2 separate regions of the Hordeum vulgare genome follow, and region 1 is linked to region 2. Evidence: chromatin contacts called from public Hi-C data. All regions are on one chromosome and are shown on one strand. The core of a region is the stretch at or near the end of the contact, and the rest is flanking DNA. Distances in the headings are between cores, read along the strand shown.

Region 1 (4,971 bases), core at 1,109-3,608, 160 kb after region 2:
TCCTGGCAAATAGGTTATCTTTCTCTTGACATCCCAGGATTCCTCTGAAGCAGTGCATGTCTTCCGTGCAGCATCGGTATTCATACTGCAAAACCATGCCGTGGTAGAATCAAGAACAGTTCCATCTGATAACCTCCGCCACTTTCTGCAACCATCACACTGAACCCATGTCTCACTTAACTCAGACACGGTGCCTCTCTTCCTTTTACTGCCAACTGAATCTTTGCTGTAAGCATTCATGAGGTTTTTCCTAACACTTTTCAAGTTTTTGGTGACCTTTAGTACTTGAGTAGCTGGCGTTGGATGTGGATTGCATGATTCTGGTGACTTCTCACTTGAAACATGCATGTTGATCGTCGATAGACCAGGGTCTACTAACCTGCCTCTCTTTCTTGATGACCTTGTACTGGGAACAGAGTCACCATTATGTGATACCTCACTTGAACATGGATCTTCTTTAACAACATCCTTCCCCATGAGTCTTTTTGATTCAGACAAACTGTTTGAACAGTTGCCGGTGTTGAATTCATAGTATCCATACTTTTTATCTGGTTTATGAGTGCACCACTTTATATCCACCCCTCTTGGAGGTTCTGCTAACGTTCCATGCGTTTTGAGAATAAGAGACAATGCGGTCACTGTCTTCCCTAATCCAGGTTCATCACAGAACATGCCTCCGCAGAAATCGTTTATGGTTGGAGCAATCCCGGTGAATATTTCACCGGAGGTAACATTTATGAAGAAAGGAGAGCCATCCTCAGTACAGAAATTCTTGCACAGAGGATGCGCTAAGGGCTCAGGGTTTTGCTCTCGCCTCAACATCCATTCGACAGCCGCCTCTTGGTGAGGAAAAAGCTTAAGCTTCATGCAAGGCATAATAGAGGCAGCAAGAGTCCTTATGTGATGACAAGTAGCCGCCACTCTTATCAAATCCCCGGGTTTAAGGCGAGTCAGCACCTTACTCAATATATCATCAGGGATAGACCAGATACCTATTTCATCCGATATAACATCTGGTACTATTGTTGTTATCTGCATCCCCTTCTCCACCCTAACACTGGGGAGAACTTTGAAGATTTCGTGCAGGTCAAATGACTTGTCCTTATTCGATACAGATGGTATCTGATGAAGCTCGCAGCCAAGGACATGACAGTCGGTGCAGTTCCAAATATACTGGTCATCAGAATGTGGATTGTCATGAGAAGTCCAATCAAAAGCAAGTAAAGCATTCCTGGCATCCCAGTTGCAACTGCAAAAAGAACATTGCCTTAGACTAGGAGTTAAGCGACATCAACAGGAGGATTGCTGGAAATAGTAAAACGAACCTACTCAAAGGGCTGCTGTACTGATCAACCGTGTGCATGATAAGATAGCTAAACTTAAATGCAGTAACCATCTGGAATAAGGAAGCTACCTTCACTAATTTTTGAAATTCTGCAGGGACAAACCCACAAGCTTCTTATTAATTTGAGTAAAATCATGGTGATGTATCAACACCTGAATTGCAAAAACTTCCATCACAACTTGAGATGCAAGCCAAGTGCATTACTGACTAGGAAGTACAGTACTAGTAAATTTGACGTATTGCGAAGCAGCAAATGCAGAGAACATAGGAGGACCAAATTTTTGATTCCTCAGATCACAGTTGCAGTAACCCGAGTTACACAAGGCAGGGAGCTAATGGTAGTAACAGTGCTAAAGAAATTGATCGCAAAATGCAGAGAACCGACAGTGGCAGCACTAAATTCCCGGCGTGAGAAGCATGTGACCGCGACAAATCCCCACTAAAATGACAGAATCCCGCCTGCCAGGCTCTACGCGTTGATCCGAAGCAGACGATCGATAGTGGCAATTTAAAATTCCACCGGGCAGAGACAGGGGAAACAGACGCAGAGGAAGGGGGGGACGACGGCACTGACCTGAGGTGGTTGAAGACGGCGGCGGCCGCGGAGGAGCGCGAGCGCGGGAACTGCCAGCCGGACCAGGCGGCGACGGGGAGGTACACGTCGACGAGCACCACCGCCCTGGCCTCCTCCTCCGCGTCCCGCGTCACGACGCGGAGCACCCTGCCCTCCACCTCGACGCAGCGCGCGGCGACGAGGGCCCGCAGGTGGCGCACGACGCTGGTGCCCCCGCCGCCGGTGGCCCGCCACTTGGCCGGCCCCCGCGGGGCGAGGCCCGCGCGCCCGCCGGTCGCGTCGTCGGGGAGCGGCGCGCAGGCGGAGAGCGGGCAGGGGGCGAGCGGGCGGAGGGATTTGGAGTCGGCGGCCGGGACGGAGACCACCGCGCGGAGGTACCCGCCCAGCCTCCGGTGCGCGGGCGCGGCGTCCCCGCCGCCCGCAGCCACGACCACGGCCATGGCGGGCGAGTCGGCGGGTCAATTGGTTTAGGGCGGGCGGGCGGTGGCTGCTGCTAGGGTTAGGGCTCTAGTGGTCTCCCATTGGGTCGCCGCCGCGGCGGATCGCGCGGGAATTTCGGGCTGATGGGGGCGGGGCGGCGAGGTGGAGGTGGAAGAGGGAACGGCGGCAGGGGAGGGGAGGGGAGACGAGGGAGGCGTGGCGTAACGACCGGGAGACCCACGCGGGGCGGAGTCTTGAGTGGATCGGGTGTACCCGTGTGGCCCGGCGTGTGCTTATGACCGGTGGGGACGGTACGTTTGCGGGGCCCGATGGCACAGGGATTTTATTATTACAGTATTAGTATTACCGAACAAGGAAATTTTCATTTTCGATTCATCAGATATATCGTCAAAGTGTAGGTTCGACACACTGGCTTCTAAGACTAAATCAGGCAATTCGGTTCCTCCAGCGTCTAAATCGTTAGGTTTGTTCTGTTTTTTTATGTATAGCAAAAGGCGGTTGCAAGGGAAGAAAAAAACATCATAATCTTCAATGTTCATGACCACACTTTGCATCATCACACTATCAATCTTGATTTTCTGAAATCATGAACATTATTTTAAACTCGTGCACATAATTAAAATCGAGATTTTTTTTCAAATTCATGAACACGTGTATAAATTTAAGAAAATCCAAAATAAAGAACATTTTTTGAATTCATTAACATTTTATAAAATTGTGAACATTTTTCTAAAATTTTGATCATTATTTATAAGCTTTCTTGAATCAGTGAACATTTCTATAATCGACGAACAATTTTTTTCAAATTGGTTGACCAATTCTTAAAAATTACGATCTTTTTTATTTACCTATTTATTTGATGTAATAAATAATATTTCAAATTTACGAGCATTTTTTGTATCTAGCAATATATTTATAATTTAACGAACATTTTTTGAAGTTCATCGACATTTTCTCAATCAGCGAACATTTCATGAATGAATAAACTACTACGTATATTTCTGTAAGTCACAAACAGGTGTTGATTTTTACAATATTTTTGAATTCACGAACATTTTTTTACTTGTCGAAATATGTTTCAATTCCATTAACATTTCTAATACATGAACTATTTAAACAATCATGAACATATTTTGATATATGGATTTTTTTTCGATATTTCAAACATTTTCATATGTAAGCAAACATTCTTTTACAAAATCGTGAACATTTTTTAATCCCCAAACATTTTATGAATTATTAGATATTTTTGTTTCAAAATTATCCTTTTTTAATTTTAAGGACTTTTTGAAGTCCCGTATAATAAACCGAAAGCAGAAAAAGAAATTGCAAAATAAAAACAGGCCAACCGGACATGGGCGCGCTGCGTGTTCTGCCATCGCGCAGAGCGCATTATAGGTTGTCCCTACTGCATGGACCGGCCCAGGTAAGAGATTCCCGTGTGTAAAATTTTGTAACTTTGAGACAATTTCCGTGACGTACCGTCAGAAGTAATAGCCCCTTTATTATTAGATATAGATTAAACCTGGTCATAACAATTACGCGTTGTGGTTTTGCACGCGTGGAAGTAAAGCCAAAAAGTTTTGTAAGTACAAAGAAGAAAAACCCATAGTTTCACTAGAATTTTAGAGTTGTTGTTTTGGACAAGACTCAAAAAACGCATGCATACTCTATAAGTTGCACTACGACTCTGACGGTTTTTAAATTAAAAACAACTAAAATCTAGGTAGCACTGTGGTTTTACTTTCATGTTTCTAGGTTTTATGTAATTTAGAATTCATATAATTTTTTTAGGACTTCTCTAGAATATTCATGAACATATATTTCTATTATTTTGTTTTAGTAGTATTTTAATCACGTAGTAATGTGTAAGAATACCTATCATAGTGTACTTAAATTCTTCTTTGAGTGAGGTGAGGAACCAAATCTAGACGTCTTCAATATATGAAGGTTCAAGAATGTTTATTTTTCATGTTGAAACACCAAACTTTCACTTTTGAAAGAACAGAAGGATCATTGCATTAAGTAGACGATACCCCTCGCGTTGCTGCCAGAATTGGTCGATGAAAATTTGGGTTGATAACAAGTGGACCAAACTTTAAAATATTTGATTATGTATAGTCATAACAATATTTACTGATATAAATAGAACAATAAAATGGGAAATAAAATACATGCATGATTCAATGTTGTCGATGGTCTCTTCACATGCATGATTGCATGTTGAGGTGTGCCTTATGGTGGGGTGGCATGCTTGCAAGTTAAGATAAAATCAGTTAGTGAGGATGACTCTCTTATGTATAGATGATACTAACCATATGTCCATATCATACAATCCCCACGTATTTTCTTGCCATGTTAGATATGGTTTCAAACGATCTACAACAGGCCTTCCAAGTGTTGAAGTCAAGTCAACAAAAAATGCAATAAAATTAAACCCATTAATTTTGTAGGTAGTTTTACAAAAAATAAAATAAAGGTATATATTCTAGAAAATTGGGCATATTTCTAAGGTGGTACTAACATTTTGACTTTTTGAGGTTCAAAAAGTAGAAACAACAGAAATGTTAGATCATGCCATGAGTTTATAAGAAGGTTTTTTATTTTATTT
Region 2 (5,305 bases), core at 1,181-3,680:
ATCCTTGGACTAGTTGCAGCAGACGAAATGGTATCACTTCTTGAGCCGGTTCTCCATTTTCTTTGATGACTTCGTGAAATCAATGTTTTCAGCCCAGCAAACCACACTTCTGCCTCATCCTTGTCTTTACATATCTGACAGCAGTGAGTCAATTATATTACCATGTAAGCATGACACTTGTATAAGCACAAAAGGAAGAGAACAGGCAGAAATAAACGTGGAATGTGGCCGGCAAACTTACAATGTCCAGTGACCTGTCATGCGAAATTAGAGAAAAGGACTGACATTCCTTCTCAGGTCGTGGGTATCTCTGAAATATTGCCTAGATTCCAGAAATGAAAGAATGGAGATCCAGTTAGTAAGATTGCACAGCAACTTCAACACAAGGGGGATACTTAACGACCAAGATCGAGTATCCCACCACAAAGATTAAACAATCGTACCATGACAAGGAATTCATGCAAATGCTAAGTAACTTCCAGGCCACAAAGATTAAACAATCGTACCATGAAAGTTTTAAATTCATGCCAAAAAATCTCTATTGAGCCAAATCATGCAAATGCAGCACTAATCAAACTTATTCAAATGCAAAACTGAGTACTGCCAGGCCTCAAAAGTTTGATAAAGCAGAAATCTAACTCATACAAGCTGACACCTAACTCGTCTAGCTGTAGAATATCCAGAGTAGCAAATCAGTTTACCACAGAGCAAGCAAAAGACGATGCAAGTGTTTGTCCCCACTCCCCAGTAATGACTGCATTCATTAAACAAAAGTTTCTCTACAAGGTGTGTGAATTGTGTATCAGACTAAAAACCACATACATATGCATCACAGAGAGTTGGTAAGCACACACAAACAGCAAGTCAGGTCAAGAAGTTCATCATATTGACAAACACTGATAGGATCCCCTTCTAGAAATTTCACTTTTAGGATAATTAACTTACAGTCCGTTGGCCAGGCATTATCCGGGACACATGGCTCAACCTTAGATGCTTCTCCTCTTTCCCTGAAAACCATATCAATACAGACTCGTCCTGCAGAAACCAAGAACACTCCTTACATGTGAGACAATCAGGAAGAACTTCAGAAATACGAAGTTACCGAGCGGAAATAATCTCACATTGGATAGCCGAAATGGACAAAATTTTGGCTTCCCTCTACGCCCATATTTCAATAAGTAGGCTCCTTTCTTAAGAGCAGTGATAGCCTGCCAAAAGCCAGAATCAACCAAGAGAAAGATTGTATCAGACCTCGTCTGGCATTTCAATATATTAATTATATAAATATATAATAAACTGATCAGGAACATCAGACTTTCAGAAGCCAAATGGGAAAGCAAAATAGCATGGCATAACCATCAAATGTTTCAAAGTCATGGAAGTGTTTTTAGAAATGAATATGACCTTTGCAAATATTATAAAGGAATTCCCAATTCATATCTCATCAGTTACCAGAAGCAACAAAAGGGTATATATATGTCCCCTTGAATGTGTAACCCTGAGAAGCTGATGTCAAAAGCATATGGCCTTGAGTACAGACAGAGCTTAAACTGAAGGAATGAAACACGCAAGGCATAAGACGAGAAACTATCTGAGTATATGGAACGGCACACAGCACCCCAGTAACTGATTTGAGTTAACAGGTGTAACTGGTCGCTGGTTCTTCAGATTGACGTTTTCATGCACTAAGCAGCAATACTTGCTCTCCTGTCTTGACTTCATCATCTAAAAAGAAGCAGGGGAGCTGGATTTACAGAAGCAGAATGCATAGCAGCAACCTACACATCCGGAAACGCGTTGATGTATGTACCCAAGGCCAACGTGGCCGCTGAGTAAAACTACACCGACTGCTGCTCGTCGTCCCGATCTACCCTGCACTTACCCAGCGCGAGCTCAACTTCACACACAGCACACCGGAACTGAATCCCCTCCGGAAGTCACTCAACTTCACACACAGCACACCGGAACTGAATCCCCTCGGGAAGTCACTCAACTTCACACACACACACACACAAGAAAAAAAATGATATGAACTGAGTGTCCCGAATTCCCAGCGCGGATAGTGGCGCTAAACCAGAATCGGCACTCAGGGCTCCAATCCCGAACGGAGGACAGCCCCAGCAGGACAGGAGCGCCCGAGAACAGCACCCAGCCCCGAGAATTCCGCCCAGACGCGAGCGGCAGGTAAGCCGGCAAGCAGGAGACGAGGCCCCGCGCATGACGGGAACCCAAGCGGGAGCACACGCAGTCATCGGTTGCACCCACCCACCCAGCCCGCCCGCGAACAAGCAGAGACGGAAACAAGTGCGGAATTGAGCCATTGGAGGGATTAATTATCGTCCGCACCTGTTCGAGGTCGCGCTCGACGGGCGGCGGCCCCGCCCGTGCGCCGCCGAGATCCGACGACGCGTCCGACATGGCCGCGTCAGCCCCGGCCCATCGCGCGCGGCCCGCCCGGCGACCGGGCCTCTGCGGCTCCGCCGAACAAAGCGCCGCCGGTGGCCCGGGCCGCGAGGCGCGCGCCAATGGTGCCGGGCTCGCCGGCCGCCGCTCTCCGCGGGCTCCCGGGCGACGCGCGCCCGGGGGAGGGGAGGGGAGGGGAGGGAAGGGGAGGGGAGGCGGGGCGGATCGAGGCGCGGGGTGGGTTCGGGGGCAGAGATCGCGACCAGACGAGAAGAGGAACCGAGGAGCAGGGGAGAGAGAGAGAGAGAGAAAAGAATTTAAGCTTTTGTGTCTTGGATGAGTGGAGTATTGGCGATCTGGTTTTTGTTTTTGTTTTTGTTTTTGTTTGGGAATTGGGACTCGCTTTTGGCTGTTGGCTTTTTGGGTCGGGGCGGGCTGACTGCTGATGATTTGGTTGGGTCTGGGTCTGGGTCTGGGTCTGGGTCTGAGTCTGGTTGGTGCGTCGTCGGCTAGCTCGCACCGTGCGGTCCGGCGCAAGTGGTTGCTGCGCCGTGGAGCTATGCTGTCGCTCGACTCACACCTGCCTGTTGCTCTTTTCTCTCTAAAAGAGTATTGGAGCCGACTATAGTACGTTTCTAGTCCGTTTCTTTTTTCATGTCCTCCAACTAAACACAAACAAGGGCGGGCCCACGTTGGGCTAAGTCGGGCCCGGCCCAGTCAATTTCTACTTTTACTGTTATGAAACCCAGTATTTTACTCCCTCCGTTCCAAAATTCTTGTTTTAGATTTGTTTAAATATGAATGTATCTAGTCAAGTTTTAGTATTTAGATACATCCATTTCTAGACAAAGTTAAGGCAATAATTTTGGGACGGAGGGAGTACTAGTTAATCTTCCAGTAAGCCAAATATAAGTGTCCCAGTCACTTGGACCCCCCACTCGATTCTTGGGCTCGGTCAGCCCGTGAACACAAATATGATGTGGCATTAAGGTGGCCCATGGGCTCCGCTGGTGAATCATCTTCTATTCGTGGATGACGGCCTGCTGTTTTTCACGACGAGTATCAGTGGACTAGAAGAGGTATCAAACCTATTGGATACATATATTGCAGGGCCTCGGGAGAGAGAGTTAATAAGGATAAATCATCAATTTTCTTCAGTAAGGGGACCCTCGAGATAGTGCGGTCAGCAGTCAAGGGGTTCTTGGAGGTGCCTAATGAATCGTTGAGTGATAGGTATTTGGGATGACAGACAGATGCGGGGCACTCAAAGAAGGGCACTTTCAAATATCTGAGTGACCGTGTGTGTGATAAAGTCAAAGGATGGACGAGTAAATGCTTGTCAGCAGGTGGAAAGGAGGTTCTTATTAAGTCAGTTGCCCCGGCGATCCCGGTGTTTCCGATGTCTGGTTTCAAGCTACCGAGGAGTTTGTGTGATCATATCAAGTCCATCATACACAAATTATGGTGGGGTTGCAAACAGGGCGAGCGGAAGCCGGTGTGGGTCTCATGGGATGTTATGGTACGTCCAAAACAACTAAGAGGACTATGGTTCCGGGACCTAGAATTGTTCAACTTGGCTTTATTGGCAAGGCAAGCATGGAGAATCTTGCAGGAACCAGCGTCTCTTAGTGCGCGGATTTTAAAGCCATCATACTCTCCACACAAAACAATTCTTGAAGCAGAATTGGGGTCTCACCCCTCTCGGGTTTGTCGTTCGATCATTGAGGGGAGAGATGTGATGAAGCAAGGGCTTATTCGGATGATAGGGAATGGCCGAATAACGGATATTTGGAGTGATAATTGGATACCAAAGGAAACAACGACAAGGCCTATAGTATCACTTGTCCATGAACCTCCCGCTAAGGTCTCCAAGTTCCTCCTGCCAGCGGCTGCAATGTGGAATATAGAACTGGTACAGTCGGTGTTTCTTCCTGCTGATGCGGATGCAATCCTCAGAATACGAGTGTGCACACGAAATATGGTAGATTTTTGGGCATGGTACCCAGACAGCAAGGGACATTTTTCTGTTAGATCCGCCTATAATTTCCTGGTTAGAACAAAACTACAAAGAGAAGAGTGGTTGGAGGGCATGTTGGGGAACGTAGTAATAATTCCAAAAATTTCCTATGTGTCACCAAGATCAATCTAGGAGATTCTAGCAATGAGAGAGAGGGAGATCATCTTCATATCGTTGAAGATCGCTAAGCGGAAGTGTTGCAAAGAACGTGGTTGACGGATTCGTACTCGCGGCGATTCAAATCGTGGAAGATCCGATCCAAGCACCGAACGAACGGCGCATCCGCGTTCAACACACGTACAGCCCGGGGACGTCTCCTCCTTCTTGATCCAGCAAGGGGGGAGGAGAAGTTGAGGAGAGCTCCGACAGCATGACAGCGTGGTGGCGGTGGAGTTTGTGGTTCTCCGGCACGGCTTCGCCAAGCTGTACGGAGGAGGAGGTGTAGGGGAGTAGGGATGCGCCAGGGGGAGAGGGTTCAGGTGTGTCCCAACCCTCTCACCCCTCCTATATTTATAGGGGGGAGAGAAGAAGGGGCCGGCCACCCTATATCCCTCTAGAGGGGGCGACGACGGCCAAGGGGGGTGGCTTGCCTCCCAAGTCGGTGGGAGGAGCCCCCCGCGCCCTAGGGTTCCCAGCCATAGGCGCCTTGAGCCCTTGGGTGGTGTGCACAGCCCACCAGGGAGCTAGTTCCCACCCACCTTTGACCCAGGTGGCCCTCCGGGACAGGTGGCCCCTCCCGGTGGACTCCCGGAACCCTTTCGGTGGTTCCGGTACAATACCGATAAACCCCGAAACCTTTCCGGTGACCGAAACTGGACTTCCCATATATAAAACTTCACCTCCAGACTATTCCGGAACTCCTCGTGGCATTCTGGATCTCATCCG

The links. Hi-C and Micro-C count contacts between places; a contact is called where the count stands out from the background.
Region 1: a Hi-C map of seedling shows a contact between it and region 2, with 4 times the contacts expected there. The contact joins the promoter of LOC123442181 here to the promoter of LOC123445529 in region 2. A contact is called at or near these places in 2 of 6 Hi-C or Micro-C datasets (leaf and seedling).

What each region holds. Positions count from the first base shown.
Region 1 is chr3H:597,712,916-597,717,886 of MorexV3_pseudomolecules_assembly, forward strand. It overlaps LOC123442181 (F-box protein At3g54460), which reads right to left and starts at 2,359. Exons shown (of 8, transcript XM_045118250.1): 1 at 1,920-2,359; 2 at 1-1,249. The coding sequence starts at 2,359.
Region 2 is chr3H:597,549,387-597,554,691 of MorexV3_pseudomolecules_assembly, forward strand. It overlaps LOC123445529 (PH, RCC1 and FYVE domains-containing protein 1-like), which reads right to left and starts at 2,431. Exons shown (of 9, transcript XM_045122519.1): 1 at 2,347-2,431; 2 at 1,122-1,208; 3 at 946-1,035; 4 at 242-322; 5 at 1-134. The coding sequence starts at 2,418.